3 separate regions of the Mus musculus genome follow, and regions 2 and 3 are each linked to region 1. The links are chromatin contacts, called in public Hi-C maps. All regions are on one chromosome and are shown on one strand. Each heading gives the region's core, a stretch centred on a gene start, on an enhancer-like site or on the middle of the called end of the contact. The rest is flanking DNA. Distances are from core to core; before and after follow the strand shown.

Evidence for each region. A called contact is a pair of places that touch in the nucleus more often than the background predicts.
Region 2: a contact with region 1 is called in a Hi-C map of cerebral cortex, with 3 times the contacts expected there. The contact joins two enhancer-like sites. A contact is called at or near these places in 6 of 39 promoter capture datasets (the C10 cell line, the HPC-7 cell line, cranial neural crest and 3 more), 1 of 15 datasets of contacts at CTCF or cohesin (the NIH/3T3 cell line), 4 of 484 Hi-C or Micro-C datasets (bone marrow-derived macrophages, cerebral cortex, embryonic stem cells and 1 more) and 12 of 115 datasets of contacts at active chromatin or transcription factors (astrocytes, craniofacial prominence, embryonic basal ganglia and 9 more).
Region 3: a Hi-C map of Sertoli cells shows a contact between it and region 1, with 4 times the contacts expected there. The contact joins two enhancer-like sites. A contact is called at or near these places in 2 of 39 promoter capture datasets (the C10 cell line and stem cell-derived epiblast-like cells), 2 of 15 datasets of contacts at CTCF or cohesin (large pre-B cells and pro-B cells), 10 of 484 Hi-C or Micro-C datasets (the 63-12 cell line, the G1E-ER4 cell line, the HL-1 cell line and 4 more) and 7 of 115 datasets of contacts at active chromatin or transcription factors (astrocytes, embryonic forebrain, embryonic hindbrain and 4 more).

The regions. Positions count from the first base shown.
Region 1 is chr2:38,374,765-38,377,343 of GRCm38.p6, reverse strand. No RefSeq gene overlaps it. Among named protein-coding and RNA genes, the nearest start is that of Gm13584, 7.2 kb to the right of the region's middle. Within about 2 kb of position 1,288, at least 33 of the 459 cell types and tissues checked have an H3K27ac peak or open chromatin away from gene starts, as enhancers often do. A contact at or near this core is called in Sertoli cells and cerebral cortex, where this site is marked.
Region 2 is chr2:37,962,373-37,964,951 of GRCm38.p6, reverse strand. All of the region lies in intron 11 of Dennd1a (DENN/MADD domain containing 1A), which reads left to right. Among named protein-coding and RNA genes, the nearest start is that of Crb2, 190 kb to the right of the region's middle. Within about 2 kb of position 1,296, at least 35 of the 459 cell types and tissues checked have an H3K27ac peak or open chromatin away from gene starts, as enhancers often do. A contact at or near this core is called in cerebral cortex, where this site is marked.
Region 3 is chr2:38,110,986-38,113,564 of GRCm38.p6, reverse strand. All of the region lies in intron 5 of Dennd1a (DENN/MADD domain containing 1A), which reads left to right. Among named protein-coding and RNA genes, the nearest start is that of Dennd1a, 180 kb to the left of the region's middle. Within about 2 kb of position 1,299, at least 27 of the 459 cell types and tissues checked have an H3K27ac peak or open chromatin away from gene starts, as enhancers often do. A contact at or near this core is called in Sertoli cells, where this site is marked.

The DNA of each region.
Region 1 (2,579 bases), core at 39-2,538:
CTACCCAGACTGGTCCCTTGCTGAGCAGGAATGTCACACACCTCTCTGCAGCCTGGTGATGGACATTCCCTCACCTCCCCAAGAAGAGCAGGGCCAGGAGAGGGAGGCAGGGCAGACACTGGGCCTTTTGTGTACTTCTCTCTGCAGAGCCCAGCCCTGAAACCTGTCCCCACCCCTTCTCCAGACTGGGCAGAGGGTGCCCAGGGCCCTTCTGGGAGAGGAAAGAATTCAGGCTGAGACCTGGAGGCTGAGCAGGGATCTGCTCGGTGACCTCTGCCCAAGGGTCCTTAAACTCTACCCTGTAAACCTTGATTTCTCATCTTTCAAAGGAAACTTGAAGTGCTAAACATGGAAGGGAGGTGGGGGAGGGGGACGACGAGGGTGATCCTCGGGCAGGGCAGGGGATCAGCTAGCCGTATGCTGTGTGGAAGGTGATAATGGTGGTCACCCCTCCTTGCCGTCAATACACTAACCCCCACCCAGTATGCCATGAACAGGTAGTGTCCTGTGGCCCATACAGACCTGAGTAGTCAGCCGGAATCAACACCGACTTGACAGATGATGAGCCCAGATTCAGGAACACACTGGACCCAAACACATACAAACACTCTTGCACTTTGGTGTGCTTTATCACAAACATGCTCCTAGATGTGGAAACACACACCGGACACACACACATCATATGTATATGCATATGCATCTCTGCAAATGCAAGCAGCCCTGCACACTAAGCAACACACACACACACACACACACACACACACACACTGCTCAGCAGGGAGACTACTAATAGCAGAGTATCCCACAGGCCAAGGATAATAACTTGCAGCTCTCCATCCCTCCCATTTTTGGGGTGTCCCTCACACTGGGGTCCAGAAAAGCTCTGCCCAAAGGCTTGGAGAAGGGGTCTAAAAGTTAGGCAGACATGTGGAAATCTGTGTGCCAGTCCAGACGCCCTGGGTTTGGCACTCTCTCAGCTCTCCACTTCACCTATTGCAGAAGTTGGTACACTCAGGCACTTAACCATGATCCATGATCACTCCAGGTTTGCTGATGACAGTACCCTCAGCCTGGAAAGGGTCTCCTGTTTCTGATGTCTCTGGGGGATTTCACCCTGAGACCTTCCTTAGGCTACCAAGGAAGAGGAGAAACTAGAGACTCGGGGCAATGCCGAGGTGCACCGCCAGGGGGCGCTCTCTGCCCGGCTGCGACGCTCCCAGGCAGGACCCCAGGTCCCACCTCCGATGCCTGCGGCTCTTGTCTCCCTAGGGAGCTGACCTGTCTGTTGGCAGTCGCCCCCGCAGGATGTCTGCGCTCCTCACTCCGCCGGATCCCACCTCTGCTCCGGCTTCCGCCCCCTCCCCAGTCCCTAGGGCCTTGCCTCCTGGGATAGCTCCAAGACAGGCAGCCACCCTCTCTGCCGGAACAGCCCCAAAGCCCCACCCTGCCCCCTAACCCCCAACCCCCAGGCTCTATCTGAGAACCACCAAGGCCATGCCCCTGCGGGACTGCCTCCCACACCTCTCTCTCGGTGGAGCAAAGACACATAAAGGAGTACTAGCTGACAGATGGCAAACAAAACAGCCTTTGCTCCAAGGCAAGAGCCTGTCCAGGCTACAGGCTCTCCACAAAATGCTGTGGCTGTGAGTTACACTCTACAGGGGCCACAAACTATGAAGCAGGTGTTATTACCTGACACCACCCCATTACAGATTCTAGAAGCTCGGAGAGGTGGGTGTTTGTCCAGAATCTGCAGTAGATTCTGGTTCCAATGCTGTAAGGACTGCTCTCTGACACTGGATGCCCCAGCTTTAGGACATGTCTATTAAGGATCTGCCATGTGCCAGGCACTGTACTGGGTACAAAGAAGAAGGATGTGGAATTTTGAACCTTTCAGCAGCTGGAAGGAGAGTTGAGTTACATCTGTGGACTTGTCCTCACATGCCAATTAGATGCTCCTGGCTGTGCTATGCTGGCCACACAGGGCTGGCTGGTGGACATTGGCTGATCTGAAGTGGAGTCAAGTCAAAAAACAGTCACTGTGTTTAGAAGCAAAGAGATATGCTAAGCAGGGGAGTTTCGGGGGGGTATGTGCATATTTGGGCTGGAGTTTGGAGAACAGGACCCCAGGGCAGAGCCCACCCAGTGTGCAACAGTCTGGCACACCTGGCTGGCTTCATGCCCAGAGACTGGTGCAGGTCCCAAGTCCTGCATCAGATATATGGGCAGGGACTGACTGTCAAAGAGCCACCAATGCCAGCCTATGACCACCTCACTCAGGAGGGGTAGGAGACACAGAAGAGTGCCTCCCACATCTGCTTGGGAGTCTCTGGGGTGGGGGTGGAATGGACCTATACTTGATGTCTTAAAGGTACTGAAACTTCAAGTCCCAAGTCTGTGGACCCTGTTCCCTTCTGCCTGCTCTTCCCAAGTTTTCTCCCACTGGATGGAGGGTCGTGTGACCCCATCTGCCCAGGCATGATCCTACTCCCTGTCTTCCACCTCCTCTTACAGCTAGATAATTTCCTCTTACTGAGCAAGCCATGAGGAGCAAGCCAGTAAGCAGCACCCCTCCATGG
Region 2 (2,579 bases), core at 47-2,546, 410 kb after region 1:
TTTAATGAATAATATGATGGAGTGCTGCTGTTTTTGTGTTTCTAGATTTTAAAAAAATGTCATTTGGACAATGTACATCAATGTTATTTGAGGGTTTTTGTTGTTGTTGCTTTTTCCCCCTTCTTCCCATTCTGAGGAGAAGCCTATGGAGTCTGGTGGGGGAAGGGTTTGCAGCTGGCAGGAGCCTTGGCATATGCTGTAACTAAAAAGAGAGGGAATGTGTTGGTGGGACAAGCTACCGGAGAGCTGTCTCGGTGTGCTGCGGTACTCGTAAGTGTTCTAATTGGGAAGAATTTTTGGAGGACTATTTTGACATCTGCTCATGTCTTTGCTGATTTTTCTTCACTTAGAGTAGGAAACACAAGCTGTGGATAAAATGGCTTTAAAATAATTAGAAGAAAAGATATCTCTCCAAGTTGAATTCACCAGGGACACTTCTTAAGGAATGGGAACTAAAATCCACTTCTAGGAATCTGTCCTGAAACACAGAACTTCCAGCCTTCAGACTTTATGACCATGTGATATATATTAATGTCTTAAACACTTGAGGTAATTTTCAGCCAAGTGGCCTTGGTTGAGTTTGCTTCCATGTAGCAGAACACTCTGGAGCAATTAGTAACTGTCACTTAGCTTTTAATGAAGTGGAGTATTGCTTATGCTGTAATCAACATGAAAAACCAAGGGGGGCGTGGGGGGGGGGGGCGACGCAGTGCAAAGGATTTAGAGCAGAGGTAGAAAGAAGAAACGCAAAAGGGAATAGTTTAGAGTGATGGCTCCAAATGGTAAGCTCCGGCTTTCTGTAGAGGAAGCATATGTAATTTTTATATTACAAAAGGCAAGTCTGGTTTCGCACAACAGAAAGCAGGCCCAGAGAATCAGCTGTGACTGCCCACATGTAAAGGTGCTCAGTATGAATCCTGGGATTCTGGATCCATGAATCTGCTCTCTTCAGAAAAGTGTTAGAGTTAGACTAACCACAACCAGGACTGCTATCCTCCCTAGCTATGTGGCATTAGGCAGTTTGCTTTGTCTCTGAGCCTCCACCTTTGCCTTGAAGATAATAGGCTCTTGCCAGCATGATGTTGAAGAGAAGTGAGCTAACACACTCAGGAACCATCCTTCTCCACCAACACTCGCAACCACAGCCTTTCAGGAGAGAGCATCCTCTAGCCAAGATGCCTGTGATTCTTTCCTTGGGAACTATGAGCTTCAGGAAGCCCCTTGAGCCCATGCCAGCCCCTTTAGAAGAGGCCTTGCCACCGGCAGGGCAGCATTGTCCCATGAGAGGAAACTGCCGACCCAGCTCCTGCCTGGAGCCCAGTGCTGGAGACAATTCGGTTACTAAGGGGACCCTGGCCTGCTAAGTCAAGAAAGGAGGCCAGGGTTTTTCCTCTTCTTCAGCCTGCAGCCATTGTTGAAAAAGTAAACACTCCACACAGCTTAACCGGCAAGTCCTCCAGCCAGGAGTGGAAGGAAATCAAAAGCCTGTTCCAGCCCAGCCTCATAGAGCCTACAAGGGCTGATCTGTGCTGCTGAGGCAGCTCTGGGAACACAGAGAGAAGGCCCAATTCTGACCCACTCTCAACACCCACTCACAGAACCTTTAAGCCCAGGACTGCTCTCCAGTGGCCATTGCCTCCTGCCCCTTCTGTTTGGAGCTATTGGGAGGGTCAGATGAGGCAAGGCAAGAGATACTGGGGTATAGTGGTCCTCAGTTCAGTACCTGCAGCCTGGTGTCCCTCATCTATGCTCTCTGATCCTACCTCTGATGATAATCATCAGCCTTTGAAGTAAGAGCCAAGATGTTGCTTCCAATAGGCTACAGCTCTTCTGTCAACACATTACAAAGTAATAACTGCCATGTATAAGACCTCCTGAGTGCCTAACCCAGGGCATGTATGAACTCTGCTCTTTATAACAGCCTAGAACAGTGTTTCTCAGTCTGTGGGTCATGACCACTTTGGCAAACTTCTATCTTCAAAAAAATATTTATATTAAGATTCATAACAGTAGCAAAGTTACAGTTATGAAGTAGCAACAAAAATAATCATATGGTTGGGGTCACCACAACATGAAGAGTCACAGCACTAGGACAGTTGAGAACCATTTGTCTAGAGGGGACTGGTAAGAAGTGAGGGGCACATATATTCTAGTTTCACAGATAAAGCCACTCAGTCAGATGTGCCACTGTAAACAAGCTTTGTCACTTCATGGAGCCTCCCTTTCTTATCTCTGAAATGAGTGGTAACATCACTCCTTCCACCTTCTAATGGAAAAGAAAACACCAGTGGAGCAGGCATTTGTGAACTCTGAAATGTGTATGTCTTTAGTGGCCGAGATGATTGTGGTTGACCTTCCTGTAACTTCCTTATGATAAGGTTGCTAAGTCCTGAAGTCCTCTGTGAGTCTCAGTGTGCTCCTCTGCAAACAGGGCCTGTGCTTGCTAAGTCACAGTTCTACACAGCGCTCAGCAGCTGTGTTATTAACATCTTCTCATTTGCACCCAGCCTTCGAATAAAGCAGCAGTTAATAGAACCGTGGGCTTCAGAAGAGAGAGGAAATACATCTTGTTGAACCTC
Region 3 (2,579 bases), core at 50-2,549, 260 kb after region 1:
GCATAGAATTATAGAATTAGATAGTTATATTAGATACCATGAACTATTACATTTGTTGTAGATGGTTCTTTGATGACATGGAAAACATTTAGGGTGTAATTGCTATATAGAAAAGAGGAAGCAAGAGACAGATTTTTATATATGATATGATCTCTATTTTATAAAGCAATATATAAGAAAAATGGCTTGGATCATTGAGCATTAACCATGAGTGGGCTGCAGCGATGGCTTAGTGTTTATGAGCACTTGCTGCTCTTGCAGAGAGCCTGGGTTTGGTTCTGAGCATAAACATGGAAGCTTATAATTATCTGTAACTCTAGTTTTAAGGGCTCCCATGCCATCTTCGGACCTCTGTGTGCACTGCATGTACATGGTGCACTTACATATATGTAAACAGAACACCTACACACATAAAATAAAAATAATTAAGTATTAACAGTGGGCGTAGTTAGGTAATTTCTTGAGCATTTGAAAAAAAATTTTCTTTGGGTTTCTTTAAGAAAATAGCTGTTCTGGGAGTTTCCATTTGTTCATCTTGATCTAAGCACTCATTTTATCATAGTTTACAAATTTTTAACTTAGAAAAATTGCGTTTTCAATGCATGTCACCATTCTAAGTTCAGAATGTCAGGGAAGGGAAGCAGCACAGTGATACACGGTGCTGTTTCCCCTTAAGTCCGTAGAAGAGATTTGACCTTGCGGATCCACTTGGCTTTACATTTTCCACCTTGCTAGCTCTCAAACCATGAGCAAGTCACATCACTTCCTAAGCCTCAGTTTTATTTATGGACACATGTCAGACACATTATATGGTGTATCTTTGGTGCTCAAACTCATGTGGTCTTACAAGATTTAAAGCTGCTATCATTATAAAATGTGTTGTTGCTGCAAAGCATCTTTTGCCAGAGGTGGTGGTGAGGGTGTTGCCCACAAATTGCAGTAAAATATCATATTGATTTCAATAAGCATTTGGTTTCAGATATGTTCAAAGTTCATCTGCATTGTGGAATCATTCTGCAGTTGCAGTGGCAGTGTTCAGCATCTGCCCTTTTCATTGTCATCATTCTCTACCCACCTGACTGACCTTTTAATTTTCTTAGAAGTTTGTGTCTTGTTTGTGTAAAATGACGAGGAGCCTGTTCCCAATATGTGCCTCAAACCTGCTTTTTTATGGCCTCAGGATCTCTGTCAATAACCCGCTTTATGTTTTCAAAAACTGAGCCCCCGGGGAGCTGTCTGCACTGTTCAGTGTGATCCAGCTGAATTCCTTCCCTTCCCCACTCAAACCCTTTGATTTGCCAGGTTTTTGTTCATCCACCCTAAGGATGGTCTGAGATTACAAGTATGGCCTCTCTTGTGGTGAGAAGTGAGAATTGTTTTTAATTGAGCAGAAACATGTGGAGGGATCAGGAATATCTCAAGGGATTACAGAAAAATTTCAAATTTGTACTATGTACAGCTTGTGTTTAGAACAGGGTCTGCTGGGAATAAATGTTAGTTAGTGTGGCCTGTGACCTTAAAAACTGTTGACATGGACTTCAGCCAGAAACTAGCCACAGACCTCCTTTGTTAAACTCATTCACAGCCCCTTGAAAATTCTAGTCAGTGGAAGTTGCCAGCTCCAATCTAAGCACAGCCTTTTTTTTTTTTTTTCTTTTTTCCCATGCTTTGGAAACAGAGGATGCCCCTTAACCAGCAAGCCTTCTTTAATAGGACTACATGGCCTAAACGCAATTGGAATTGACAACTTCCTGGCTTGGGTTTGCCAACTGGCAGTGCTGGAAGGCTGAGGGGACAACAGCATTGGGGCGCTGTGCACTTGTGTTTATGTGTGTGCAGAGGAGACTGAACTCCAGGGCAGTGTGATAGCCGTTCACTCCAGAAGCAATGCTGTGGCCCTAATTGAACGTGTCTTTCAAGTGTTCTGGCTGGGACCAACACATCGGAGTTATCTTGAGATATTAATTTCTTGTTGAAGACAAGAAAGAAGCGGGAGGGCAGGAGGCAGCCTTTTCTTCTCTCATGGATGATGTCATCTTGTCAATGCTGGAGCAAATCCTCTGGTGTTGGGTTGCTCCAGTGTTTGGGGTCATCCCCATATCCCATTCACAATGCAGCTCTACGTGACAAAGTTGAGCTTCCCTCAAGCTAAAAGGGCAACCAGATATTTTTTCATTTTCTTCCCTTACTGAGGAAACTGATGAGCGAAATAGGTTAAGCAATTTCTCCTGTCAAAGGGACAAAAATAGGCCTTACATACAGAGGAGACAAGAAACAAATACCTCCTCTGGTTCTTCTCTGTGATTCAGAAGATTATATTGTCTTCAGCTGGTAGTTGATTTCAGTATTGTTGAGATGCTGATGGTGAACCAGGAGGCTGTTTTAGCTATCTGTTATCATCTTGAGGTACCATAAAGATGGTTGATACTTCTTCTTATCAGTGTGTGAAAGTTTGGTTGTTGGAGTAGAATATTTGTTTACATTATGGTGTTGAAATTGTTATTATTTTTTAGCAATTCTGCAACAGACTTAATACTTCAAAAAGCTGCTGAGGTTTGGCATGATTTCAGCCAGGCATG